Regions from separate parts of the Mus musculus genome. Here regions 1 and 2 are each linked to region 3. Evidence: chromatin contacts called from public Hi-C data. All regions are on one chromosome and are shown on one strand. Each heading gives the region's core, a stretch centred on a gene start, on an enhancer-like site or on the middle of the called end of the contact. The rest is flanking DNA. Distances are from core to core; before and after follow the strand shown.

The links. Hi-C and Micro-C count contacts between places; a contact is called where the count stands out from the background.
Region 1: a Hi-C map of CD4 T cells shows a contact between it and region 3, with 6 times the contacts expected there. The contact joins the enhancer-like site here to the promoter of P2ry10 in region 3. A contact is called at or near these places in 9 of 39 promoter capture datasets (the C10 cell line, cranial neural crest, embryonic stem cells and 3 more), 2 of 484 Hi-C or Micro-C datasets (both in CD4 T cells) and 3 of 9 other capture datasets (adipose tissue, liver and macrophages).
Region 2: a Hi-C map of Th2 cells shows a contact between it and region 3, with 3 times the contacts expected there. The contact joins the promoter of Cysltr1 here to the promoter of P2ry10 in region 3. A contact is called at or near these places in 2 of 39 promoter capture datasets (the C10 cell line and hippocampal neurons) and 1 of 484 Hi-C or Micro-C datasets (Th2 cells).

The regions. Positions count from the first base shown.
Region 1 is chrX:107,418,373-107,423,060 of GRCm38.p6, reverse strand. No RefSeq gene overlaps it. Among named protein-coding and RNA genes, the nearest start is that of Itm2a, 17 kb to the right of the region's middle. Within about 2 kb of position 1,585, at least 11 of the 459 cell types and tissues checked have an H3K27ac peak or open chromatin away from gene starts, as enhancers often do.
Region 2 is chrX:106,600,325-106,605,245 of GRCm38.p6, reverse strand. Cysltr1 (cysteinyl leukotriene receptor 1) reads left to right here and starts at 1,567. Exons shown (of 4, transcript NM_021476.5): 1 at 1,567-2,011. The region is part of intron 1 of Gm5127 (predicted gene 5127); the gene reads right to left.
Region 3 is chrX:107,086,159-107,090,861 of GRCm38.p6, reverse strand. P2ry10 (purinergic receptor P2Y, G-protein coupled 10) reads right to left here and starts at 1,529. Exons shown (of 3, transcript NM_172435.4): 1 at 1,435-1,529; 2 at 1,130-1,304.

The sequences.
Region 1 (4,688 bases), core at 336-2,835, 330 kb before region 3:
ACCTGAGGTTGCCTGTTTCCATTCTTTCCGCTGGCCCTCAGGACTTCAGTCCTTTTCCCTCACCCAGTACTAGATCAGGTTCACCTCTCCCTTCCCCCCATCCAGTTTCCCTCCCAGGTCTCCCCCTCCCTCCCCACTTGTGAATGCTTTCTTCTCCCTCCCAAGTGGGACTGAGGCATCCTCACTTGGGCCCTTCAGCTTGTTGACCCTTTTGAGTTCTGTGGACTGTATCTTAGGTCTTCTTCTTCTTCTTCTTCTTCTTCTTCTTCTTCTTCTTCTTCTTCTTCTTCTTCTTCTTCTTCTTCTTCTTCTTCGGCTAATATCCACTTATTAGTGAGTAGATACAGTGTATGTCCTTTTGGGTCTGAGTTACCTCAGTCAGGATATTTCCTAGTTCCATCCATTTGCCTGCACAAGCGTCAATTAAACTTGGCATCTAATAATTTGATTATGATGACAAAGTAAGTGTAAGCCATAATTAGAGTGATGAGCAAATATATTCCATTTGTTACCAAAACTAAAGATTTTAACTTTTGAGTAACTATCTGATAGTGTTCATGGGTTCCAAACAGTTAATTGTCTTTTTCTCTGGATGATTCTTATTTTTAAAAACATGTCCACCAAGGTTTATCAATAATTTTAAAATTTATAGGCATTTTTTATAATTCATATTCAAAGAAATTTTTATTTAAAGATAATTTCTATCCAAGGCAAATGGTAAATGCAGATATGAATACAAATGAAATTGGCTACAAGTTGAAAACTCTAGCTTCCTGAACTATAGGAAGGGTAAAGAGGAACAAATCAAAACAAAAATAATTGGTTTATCTGGGCAGTATTGTTAAACAATGAGTGAGAACTGTGAGTATATTATCTTATATATAAATGTCAATTTAGCATAAAATTGAAACAGTGAAAGAATGCAATTTCTATTAAAGATCATTAGCATATACTTTATTTCGCAGCAGGGAGGAAAGTAAAGCAAAAGTAAAGTAAAATCCAATGTGATATGGGAATGTTAATTTATATAAATTTTCCATTTAGAGTAATTATTAGGCATAAGTGAGCAAATATTACTTTTGTACTTCCTGCTCCATTGTGCCCTGATCCAGAAGTGTGACAATTCGTCAGTATGGTACACATGAAGGTAAGACCTCTCAATGGTCTTCCAATTCATTTACTTAAAGCTTGATCATAATATATATGAAATTATCATTGCTTTGTGGAATTTAATCTACTCAACGATCCAATTTGTTCTATAAAATATAATAGACATAAAGTTAAGTCACATTGGATTTGTTTGAAATATACCTGTCAGAGCATTAGTCAAATACAGCACTACTCTTTGTAATTAAAAGTAAAATCTTTGACAGGTTGACTTTGAAGTTAGTCACATTCACAGCTCTTTCTTAGATACTTGCTTTCTTTTGATTTTACACATTGCATTTGCTTTTGTTCTGTTATCTACCACTATCTCTGTACAGAAAACTGTAAAACCGGAGGACAGATTTAAGATATATTTCAAGTATACCTACTGCATACCAAATTAGCATCAAGTTTTCTCAAGTTTCCAGGTGTCTTAGCCAGCCACGCATGTAAGTCATTTCCTCTTAAGATTTTCATTGAATGTTCTCACTACTTCCTGTACACAACCCACAACTAAAAAAGAAAAATCAAAAAAACATAGAAACATACATATGCATCATCATGTCACAAAACATACTCTGTATTGAAATTTTATACAACACCTATCTACAATTCAACAAATTATTTTGAAAAGTAACATGAAGTTCTATGAATTTACAAATTCCAGTTTTTGGTCAGTCTGAATTTTAGGCCAAATATATGCTCAAATTGAGTATGTGCATATATTCAAATGTATTCACATACATTTGTTAATTATCTTACACCACCAACAAACACATCAAATATACATAAATAGTAAAACCATTGAAATCTACATATTTTATCAACCATCTAAAAAAATACCAACTTAGGGATTAGTGCTGAAATTAGACTATGTGAACTTGACAGCAACTCTCGTCTGTGATGCATTTCTCCTAGATAACGACCCACTTAGAGACGAAATAGCCTCTTCTACCTCCCCATTCTATCCTTTAAAACATCCTTTATTTTTTATCATATTAACATAAAAACTGACTCAGTATTATGCAATTGTTTGGGACTTGCTGGGTGTTGTTGTTTCTTTAAAGTAAGCCTCATGACATAGGCTTGTACTATATCTTTCTTTAAAGCATTTGGAGAACAATAAAAGTCATTTAATATAATACTCTCTTTAACTGTGTGTGTGTGTGTGTGTGTGTGTGTGTGTGCGCTCACACACATGTGAGTGTGGAAAACAAAGGACAACTTCAGGTATTAGTATTCAGATGATGTCCATCTTTTTGCTTGAGGGAGGATCACATATGAACTGGGCTTTTGCTATTTTGTCCAGGATTGCTGGCCCTGTAATTCCCAAATTAAGAGGCATGTATGTATGTATGGCTTCTACATATGTACATACATCTGTAAAGTCCAAACTCATATCTTCATATTTAAGAAGTAAATGCACTACCTATTGAGCCTCCTTCCTAGAACTCCTGCACAATTTTTAACTTTCAATTGTTGGGAAACAAAAGAAATAAACCTAAAAAGTCACTAATGGTTTTCTAAAATTGAGTGACAGAGAAATTCATGGAGTCTCACTCTCCTCATAAAAAGTATAATAGGTTTCACAAAAGTAGATATGTAGTATCTGAATAAGTTGACTATATCCAGCAGAGGGAAAAAAAAAGGTCAGTTAATTCTTGGTTCTTGTCCTTTCCATTTTGTGATTCAATTGCTTCTCTTGGAATCAAATCAAGGAATAATATTTGTATTCCAATGTTCCTGTGGCTAAGTCTACCCAAAGGAATGTAGAGAACTGAAGACTCTCTAGATAATTGGAAACAGTCTTGTTACTGTAAGACCACATAACCTTTTTCATCACTATAGGGCTAATATTTGCCCTTATCACATGAAATTGCAAATAAGTGACTTGAGTACTCCCTCTCTAGTATATACTCCCATGAAAAATGAATATTTTGCTATAATTTTGCTCGCATCATCTCTATAGCAACAGGCTACTGGATATAGCTCATTTTTTATTTTTTTACCTATTAATTTTAAATACTTGGAAATTAATTTTAACATTTCATATTAAAATAAAAAGTACAGAAATGTCTTTGATATTTCTGTATTCAATGTATATAGACTCATGACAGACTGCATACACTTTATACGTCCAAATGAATCATAGTTCTTCTCCATAATTACTCTTGGGTACCGTATTATATATTTTTGGAGTACACATTCTTCTGGGATTGCCTGAGTAAAACATATCTGATGTGATCTGATCTGTAGGTCAAATGCTCAAACATAGTACAGACAACTCTAAATACATAACAGTTAATCAGGGATATGATGAGTGAATAAGAAGGACAGTCAAACTTGCTGATCATAGTCAAAGGCAAATGCTATTATAAACAAATGAACTCATTGCCTTACATGAGTCTGAGTATATACTCAAGACTAGGTAGCCAGAAATTCATGGCATCACTGTGAGCAGAGGTAATGTGGATGAAAGGAGAGACTATGAATGCGCACACGCACACACACACACGCACATACACACACACACACATACCAGTTAATGTGTTTTCTGAAACAATTCTAAAATCTACTTCCTGTCTACCAGTGTGGATGATGGTGTGGCTTAAAGAAATAATGCAGATCTGTAGTTGTTTCCACACCCAGAAGAGGAATGGAGGATTTGTTTTATTCATTTCTACTGCATCTGCTTTGCCGTGAGAGTTATACAATATGCTGTACAATATTTCTGCTAAAAAAAACTAGCATCGCATGCCTTTGAAATGTTGTTTTATATTTTGTTCACATACAATAACATTTAGCTCTTAATGGGTTATAACTTGGTGACTTTTAGTCTATTCAAGTGGTTATGCATCTATTACCACTTTCTAATCCCAGAATATATTCATCTTCCTTAAAGGAAATGCCACATTACACAGCAGTTAATCGCCATCATTCCTTCACTTCTGCTTTCGATACTCATTATTCTACTTTTTAATTCTATTTGCCTTATTCTTTATATTTATATTACTCATGATGCTATCACATATAAGGTGGGATCAATTGTTACCTTATAATACAGTTTCATCTCACATTGTAGCCTGTGGAAATATTCCATTCTTTTTGGGGGGAGCTAAACAGTCTTCTTTTTATGTATATTCAAATACAATGTACCACATTTTGTTTATTTACTTCTCAGGTTATGGACATGTGAGTTAGTTCTAACCTTTGACTATGTTTATGAATAAAGTTGCTATGACTATTTGTGTATAAGCTTTTATATTCCAGTGACATTTTGATAGTATATTGTTGAAAATAAAAAGTTTAAATACATGGTAATTTTTCACTTAAAAAGATCCTTAATATCAATTGTATCCCTTGATATGGGAAGCAATGCTGTTACTATACAAGATGAAAAAATACTAAGACGCCTACCAAAAGTTTCATTGCGGGGTGTTTAAAACATGGATAGATAAAACTATGGCTCCCTATTTTTTTCTCACTTGAAACATCCAACCATCAATCCCAAATACTATATATATATATATATATATATATAT
Region 2 (4,921 bases), core at 318-2,817, 490 kb after region 3:
TTAACTTTCTACCTAGTGGTGTTTTACTAACACAGATTCATCATCTAATATATATGTGAAGACCCATTTTCCAGCGCTCTCCTTACTTGATCTTCTCTACCACACTTTTTAAAATGTCAGAACTGAAAAGCATCTAGGAAAGTGAGGAGAGGGAAGCAGGGAGGTAACAGTAGAGAGGTGTCAGTCTACCCTGTTAACATCTTCTGAAAATGTAAGGCGATAGCTGCAACGAAACTGGATGGAGAAGAAAGGATGGCGAGAGAAGGAAAGGAGAAATGGAATGCAGTCAGTTCCAGAAAACACAGTAAGATTGGAGCAGCTAATAGAAAGTGAAGCCCTGTCAGAGCTGATGGAAAGCCTGTTCTTCCCATCACTCAGGAACAGAGACACAACTAAAGAAATAAAGAAGTCAGAGGGGGGGGGCACCCCCTCGATGCTACACCAACAGTGGTGCTATCTTTTCTTTTTTTTAAGATTTATTTATTATTTATTATATGTAAGTACACTGTAGCTGTCTTCAGACACACCAGAAGAGGGCATCAGATCTCATTACAGATGGTTGTGAGCCACCATGTGGTTGCTGGGATTTGAACTCTGGACCTTTGGAAGAGCAGTCGGGTGCTCTTACCCACTGAGCCATCTCACCAGCCCCAAGTGGTGCTATCTTAAAGCACTTTTCTTCAGTATCTAAAAAAAAATACCCCTTCTGCCATAACTCAAACTCCTTGAAAACAACACATACTGGAGGGGAAGTAAAACTTTATACTCTGTATCTCTTATAAACTCAATTCCATTGAATAAATACTGGCTAAAATAGCAATAAAATTCCCAAGATAGGATTAAAGTCTGCTCTTGAATCCAAATGTTTGCTTCCCTTTTAAATGTTCTTGGACGACCTTTTCTCCCAAGCATCATCATTACCACTGCATCCAAGGATTCCGTGGAAGAGGATAAAGAGTGACTGTAAAGTCATTAGGCTGCCTAAAGATGGAAAATTTGAGAAATTTCTTTCTTGTAGCCCATAACTGGCCAGAAAGCCACTGTTATAAGGACATTTACAAGTCCTTCCAACTAGTTATTAATAATAAGGCTACGTTTACACAATGTGTGTGTGTGTGTGTGTGTGTGTGTGTGTGTGTATCCCAACACAGGACTTTCATAGTAAAATTCAAAGTAGTTCATTCACCCAGTTTACTTCAAAATCTTATCAATTTGTCTTCAACATCAAATCACACCTCAGGTTCTAATTAGCACACTCTAGATTGGCATGTCCTTTTCCTCCTAGGATATGAGACAATCAAAAAGAAAAATGCTTTTCAAAATTCTTATAGAATCACAAATTTCATGAAGGAGGGGGACACACACACATACAGCCTGTGAAGGAGAGAGGATATATGGAAGGAGAGAGGTAAAGAGGAAGTATATCTTAAGATCAAGTTTCACATAATGCCAGATATATTAGCATATACTGGTAGGATTATCTTTTCCCCGCCTACAAATAGCCTAAGCACCCTCCAGTCATAAAAATCAGAGAGAAGTAAGCTGAACAGCAGACACTCCTCCTTACTTCCCACCTCAGAGCAGCTGCATGACTTCCTGAGGATTCTATTGCAGTAGCCAGAGATAAACACTCATTTGTGCATATTACGTGCAAGTCTCCAGTTTCTATTCTTCTTCCCTCTCCGCTCTTTCCCTTCCCCCACTTTAAACCAGGGAAGCCAAACTCTGGCGGGGTTGAAGCGGCTTGAGAAGTACTAAGAAACAGGAAGAAGAGTCGAGGTCTATTGGCTAGCAAATGTGCCATGGCCTGACCTCTCTCCTCTGGAAAAGAAACATTCCTAAAGAGCAGGAGCCCTGTGAATGGAGTGGACCATCCCGAATATCCAGACTTATTTGCAGCTCACCATCCAGGGTTAGCTCACCAGGAGACTAGCAGGTTGGAATTTCTGAAGATTTGGATCTTGCTTCAGGGAGCAAAAGGACCTTAAACTGTGAAGCTTGGAATCAGCAGGTAAGAAAATTGGGTTGGTTGGAGCAAAGTTGAACTGATGGCAGATTCTACCAAATGCCTCAGAGATTGTGGATAACTGCCCTGCCTTATCTGCCTTGAATTAAGCTGCTAATCTGAACATCTGCATTCTTTCGGCTTTGGTTCTTGGCCAGAGCTCTGATCGTCTAATCAGCCTGTCAGCAAGTGTAGCTCACTGCCTCTGTTGCACGCTCAAAATGGCAAACTGTTGAGGTGGCATTCCTCAAGCCTCCAGCACCTTTACGACTCAGCCAGAAGTGCAAAATCGGCCTCAAGCTCCCATCTTAAGGCTACCCTGGAGCTTCTGTAATGCAGATTTAAATGTGGAAAGAATGTGTTCAGCGGCTGCTGCTGCACGTAAACCAACCAGTTGGGGGCTGACCTAGACTTTTCACGAGGCACTTTCATGCTTTGTTTTCTTCTTACTTAATTCACTTTACATCCTGCTCAAAGTTTCACACTTTTCACCTTCTTTGCATCCTATAATTGAGACAGGATGTCCCTCTTTCCCCCACTCCTTCATTCTCATCATAGTTCTCATTCTACCCTCCCCCAGGCCCCTCTCTTAGGTAAAGAGAAAAGTGACTCAGACAGGTTAAGGAATTTCCTTGCAACACACCACGCTGCTAGAAACTGGCCATTTGACTCAAGACTACAGAAAGAAAGCCCTATCAACTTACAGACAACTAGTAGAAATACCTATGACCTACTTTGTAACTTAGGGCTAAACTCACTAGGTTAACATTAGACTAAGAAGTCATACAATTTAATCAACCACATGGGACAAGAACGTTTTTTTGTCTTCTTAGCTATTTTCAATGGTATGCAAATAGACTGGCAGGCACTACCTTTTTAAATTCAGTGGTTCTAAATCCCTGTCTCTGCAATTGTTTTGAAATCAAGGAGATCAAACTACCATATAGTTAGAGGGCATCTAACTTGGATCTGTTTGTATACTGCTTTAAGAATGATAGCAAACATTTTATAAAGATTTATAAAGTATTATTACCAGAGTATATTTTAGATAAAATTTGTGTCTAGATAATTTTAAATTTATCATATCTGTGGCATCAAGTTTAAGTCACTGAAAAATTATTTCCTGTCATAATTTTACAATTAGTACCCCAATTGTGACTAAAGTTTACCTCTGTCTACATAGTAGATAAACATAATCAAAATATTATGTTTACATCTATCTCTTTTAATAATACTGCTCCTCGTTCTCTGAAAAATCCTAATTATGTTGGGCATTCGAGTCCTACAAAAAATAATCTAGACCATGATCCGATCAATTAAAACAAAAAAATGTCACAGGCTGGAGTAAGGCTGAGCTAGCCCTGTCAGAGTCTTCCTGATTTACTGTTAGCCTTTTTCACTTCCCATTACCTGTCCCCTCCTAACTTGAATCAAACCTGATGCATTTATAAACTCTATCAGAGAAGAATGATTCTTCTATGGCCCAGGAAATTATAAATTGGCCTTTGGTGTACCGTGGGCTGATAATGAGGAATCCTAAAGAGAAAGAACGCAAACGACATGTCAAATTTGGAAACCTTGATATCATGTAATACTTTCTCAATTAGTATAGCTCTTTCTCTCTGGGCTTCCACTTTTATTTTGGAGGTGAAAAGTTTGAACACAGGCTTCTGAGCATTCTCAGCAAGCACTCTACCACCGAGCTACATCCCTAGCTATTTTGTCTATTTTACTCTTTCTCGGGTTCCTATTAAAATATCTCAAAGTTATTATAATCTAGCAAAGAAAGTATTGTTTAAGCGTAATACAAAAAATGTCTTACCTCCAAAGTGGTTAAGACATAGTCCCCATTCTTAGGGGAAATCACAATGCTGCTGTGACTATAAACATAAAGAATGTAGCAAGATGAGATAATTAAACTAGTGTCATTTTTTTATCATTTAATGAGGCCAAAGGTAGTGGAGATGGCTTCAGAAAGGAGGTAAAACTTGAGACTATGCTCAGCAAGTTTGCCTGTGGTAAATGGTCAAAATATTGCAGTATTTGGGTTTCAATCCAGAAATAGGATCAGGGGGTGTGCTTTACACCTGCAGGGTGCACAAAGAAGCCTGATCTGGCTACAGAGAACAGATTTGGTTGAAAAATAACAGAAAGGAAATTTAAAAGTTCAAAATTAGGTTCGTGATAGTGGAAATGGAATAATGAACTCAAGAGATCTGTAAGGGAAAGACCAAATGGAAGTCTTGAAGTAATTAAATTACAGGCATTGTTAGAACAACTGAGAAGTTATTCCAAGATAGCCTGTAGAACACAGGCAGTAGTAGTATTAATGCTATTGGTAGCAACAGGTAACCTGAGATAAAAGTGGGAATGTAGTACATGATGAGCTCTTGAGTTTGAGGTGATGGCAAGAATCCAAGGAGAAATGTCTGAGAGTGATTAGAAATTAATGACAGATAAGAGTGAGACTATGCCGGGGCCCAGCAAACACAGAAGTGGATGCTCACAGTCAGCTAATGGATGGATCATAGGGCTCCCAATGGAGGAGCTAGAGAAAGTAGCCAAGGAGCTAAAGGGATCTGCAACCCTATAGGTGGAACAACATTATGAGCTAACCAGTACCCCGGAGCTCTTGACTCTAGCTGCATATATATCAAAAGATGGCCTAGTCGGCCATCACTGGAAAGAGAGGCCCATTGGACTTGCAAACTTTATATGCCCCAGTACAGGGGAATACCAGGGCCAAAAAGGGGGAGTGGGTGGGCAGGGGAGTGGGGGTGGGTGGATATGGGGGACTTTTGGTATAGCATTGGAAATGTAAATGAGTTAAATACCTAATAAAAAATGGAAAAAAAAAAAAAAAGAGATGGAGACCAATGTTAAATCTATGGAATGTGATGACAAAGGATAATAAAA
Region 3 (4,703 bases), core at 280-2,779:
ACATATCTGTGTTCTTTGTTAGAACCATGGCAAGAGCATCATAGAACCCCAAGTTATTTATCTCAAACACAGCCACCAAGTACCACCCCAAAACTTCCCCCAAAACTGTGCTTATTCACTTGGAGTTCTTTGTTCTTTCACTACTTGGATTTAATAGTCCATACAGTTCAAACCGAACAACTTTTTCAATTAGGCCCTAAAAAGAACTGTGTTTGACCAAAGAAGCAATTGGATTCAGCAAAAAACATTATAAAAAGCAACTGTCCTAAATTTATGGCCTAGATAATCCGTATAGTTTAGACAATTAGAAACCCTAAGTATATTTGCATAACGCCTACCCATGTACCCTGTATTTTAGTTTTGCATAAATTCTCTAATTAGTAACTATAACAATGACTCCCTGCATTTATTTAAACAAGCAAAACAAAAATATCCCCACTTGAAGAATTCTAAAAATCGAGACTCTCTTCTCTTGAGAAGCTGAGCAAAGTCGGCATCATTGTATGTAGACTAATTCTGGGATTATCCAAGCACACAGTCTGCCATGAAGAAATCCCTAGAGAAGCTGGTTTTTGACTCACTACTGCTAGCTCCACTCTAAAGTGCATTCACTGAAAAGATAAGTGTCTCACATTTGAACTCTGCTATCTCTAAGCATTGAAGTTAGAACAACAATGAATCAAGGAATACCTCTGAACAAACTTTGACAATCAAACGGGTCATAGGTAGTTTTATACTACTGAAAGACACAGTCTTCTGTAAGGAAAAATGAACATGTGTTTTAAGACACAGTTCATAGCTGTAATTCTGCCACTAATTACCTGAATGTTCTTAAGTGGCTTCATCTCACTGTCTCAGATAATTTGACTGTATCATAAGGAATTTTTATCTGTATAGACCTTTTAGCTCCAAAATAAATCATCAGACTGTCTTCCTTCATGCTAGAGAAAAAAAAAAATACTATTTGTCCCAGTATCTCTGTAAGCTAAGATTACCATTAAGAGCTCAAACCTAGATTATTTTTTGTATGTAACTAGATAAATTACACACAGCACAAGTTCAAATCCTCTTTTATTGACTAAGTATGTCAAATTGTTCCAAATGAGACTAAATGCAACACTGTACTTACCTTTTGTGGCATCCACTACTCCTTGTCAACTGTATAGAAAGCCCCTTTAGCAAGCAGTGAGTTGCATCACATCCTTCATACTGCTATTGTAACAGTGGAAGCTGATCACATTATACTTCACTTTGAACTCTGGCTAGACTGAAAGACAATCACATTTCTTCCCTCTGTAACAATCCTGAGATGGGAAACCAAAGACCATTTTATTCAAAACACGGCCTTCACATCTGCCCCAGTCCAGATCTTTCTTTCTCCACCAATCCTCCCAAACAGAACCACAAAGTTACAGGTGCTGGGCTAGAACTTACCCTGATGCTGAGCTGGGATAGAGTCTTGTATATTTGCAAAGAGATGAGAGTAAAAAGGTACAACTCTGGGCAGCAAGCACATATCCTGCTGATAACTGAAAGAAAAATAATGTTGAAAGAGGAAGTAGAGCACATTAATGTCTCACCACAGAAACCTTGCTTGCACAGAACGTAGGTAAGTCCCTTGAGCAGATGACGTTAATCAAGTGTGATTTCTTCTTTATTTCGTTTGTGCTGTACAAACAGCTAATACGTCCTTGTCTTCTTAACTGTTACCTACCTTATTTCCTTCTACCACAACTCGAATGTTTTTCTTACTAAATCCAGTAGGTTTGGGGCCAAGATAAGACTTCTAAGCCAAATATAAAGAAAATTTACCTAAGACCTGGGAAGCTGCTGCTCTTTGAATTTTGGGAGGCAAACTTCAAAATACATATCAAAACTAACAATGGGACTCTCTCAGTTTAAACTTTCCACTCAATCTAGATCATCCTCATCTCTATCAGTCCATTTCTAGATTCACATTTTAATGTGTACTTAACTTGTTTTGTTTATTTATTGTGCCTTTGCTATACTGAAAACTACATCATACTGAGAGCAAAGGCTATGTCTAGATTATTTTTGTACTGTACATAAAGTATTTTCACAAATGTTTAAGTGAAAAGTGTGCAAGTGGGTGAATAAATGAATTCTCAAGGAATGTACATGTAAGTAAAAGAAAAGTGTGATTGATCACAGATCTGCCTCTAGTGTAATAGGAGTCTTCACAATGATTCTTCACAATGTCTATGGAATTGTCAGAAATACGCAAGTAAATACTACACACATAGAAACAACACTTTCAGCTAAGTTTCAGAAAAAAATCTCAGAAACAAGGCTTACTTACAAAGTAGTACAAACCTCTACAGGCATGTGAAAGAACCACACTTAGACTTTGCAGCCTGCAGCTGCAACAAACTTTCTGGGTAATAACCATAGTAAGGAAGAAAAACATAAATACTTGTGGGTTAGGTCAAAGAGTAGCATTTTGATTCACAGATAAGACTGGTGAAAGAAGGAAATAGTAGACCACGTTTTTGTAGGAGGGCAACCTGGAACTGCAACAGCTCATTTTGCAACGAATGCATCTTAGAAAAGCAGAACCGTTAGAGATCTAGGTGGAGCTAGGCCCAGCACTCAGGGATGTCCAATAAAAAGTCACAGGGGCGTTGAGGGATGGAAAAGAAATGATTTTAGCATTAGAAACTAAGAGTCTGGGCTGATTGATGATAGGACCATGACTTGTGAGGATTGGCAACAAAATAGGGTATTCTTCCTGGCTGAACTATGTAATGAAACAAGCTTGACCTTGCAGTCCTCTTCTTAATTCGGATTGCATAGATTTATCCAGCTCCAATCTGTTGTTAATTTCGTTTTTTGATTTGGCATCCTTACTGAAAAGAGACTAAGCTGACAGGCCAACACACATCTCAGTCCATTTGGCAGTTCTTTTCTGTACTATAAATTATTAAATTGGCGTCCTGTTGCAAATCTGTCCCTTGCGAGTATGAGCATTGTGAGCCAGTTTTCTAAGGTATTATCCTTCTCTGAAAAATACATATGTACTTCAAGATCTGCTGAACTTTGAGGCCAAAGCCTGGGATAGAAGGAGAAAGAAATCCTTTCCTGACAAGTGACCAGTGTCACCACATACCACATTCATTTCGCAGACAATTTCTTAATGTTGCTAGAAGAAAAGCGTGGTTACTTACCCCACCTCTCTCTTGTATTCAAGTAGCCTTGCCTATCATCATCTCTAACAAGGAAAGGAACAGATGAGAAGTTAGTGACCCAGATCAGGCAAGGAAAAAAAATTAAATTCAGGAAATATGTAGGTCGTCTACAAGGAACAAATCTGTAGACAAACAAAAAGAGCTAACTTAACAAGCATCCCTAACTTACTAGTTGCTGAGTTCAGTTGCTGGTCTGTGTGTCAATATCCCAGCCATAATAATCTAAATTTAGGGCAGTTGTCACATCAACTTGGATGCTTCCTTTTTTCTTGGTTACTGCATCATATATATTTCCTACACTGGGAAAAGTTTACAATTACACTTTAAATGTTATTAGGTGCTCTAAAAGTAATCTTTAATAAGTTTACAATTACACTTTAAATGTTATTAGGTGCTCTAAAAGTAATCTTTAATAAGTAATAATAACCATTATTGAGAATATTATTCATTAACATATAATTTATTTTTAAGGGAATCTATCTGAAATTAGAATCTGGAAATTCTCAATTTTTCTTAAACAACCAGAATAATTTAATTATTATGGCTATAGATATTCCTCTTTTTCAGAGTCTACTAAAAAACAGAGCCAGTTTCAACTCTACTGATAGTGAAAGGGATTTTTATAGTATGTCCTTTTAGATTAATGACTTTTATGACTCAATTATTATGTCTTTGCCTAACTTTCTATGTTTTACATTTGTTTGGAGTAATATGCTATAGTATGAACCCCTTTGAACTAACATCAATATTTCCTCAACTACTGAGTAAAAACTATAATATAAAAGTGAATTTTGACCTCAAATATTTTTTAATTAGAACCAGTCAACACAAACTCTTGGATAAACCATTTCCTAAACGCTCTGATTTCTGTCTGTATATCCATAAACTATCACTCTGAACTATTTTATAATTAATTCCCCCAACAAATACTTAATGAACTAAAATAATAATTAGCATTTTTACTGCAAAGTGGCGGTGATGGGATTTAGAACTATAACTTCTGTTCTCAATTAGTAGAAGTCATAGCATAGCATATAATCTGCAATTAAGTTGTGTGAGCACACTAGGAATCTATTTGGGAAAGTGAGTAAGTCCTGGATGCTCAGTAGACATTAAGGTTTTCTTTAATGTTAAGGGTTGCTGCTGTTCTTTACATTAAGTTGTGCTTCTCAAATAGAACATATCATTCTGGAAGGCTGTCAGGTTTTTGTAATTTCAGGAGTGCAAGGAACATTTCTTTAAGTTTTTAAAGTTATCAATTTGAAGACTTTAAATGTGACAAAAATAAAGCTGTGATTGCATAAGTAGTATTTATTCACACGAGGCTACGGTAAGCTGGGTTGTTTTCTGTTTAATTTGAAATTTTATCATTATTTTTAAAATTAAAATGTAAATATAACATTTTCATCTTTCTCTTTCCTCCTTCTAAGCGCCTTTCATTTGAAAATCCCTGCTTTCTCAAATTCATGGTATCATAACTGTTATTTTTTTCAATTG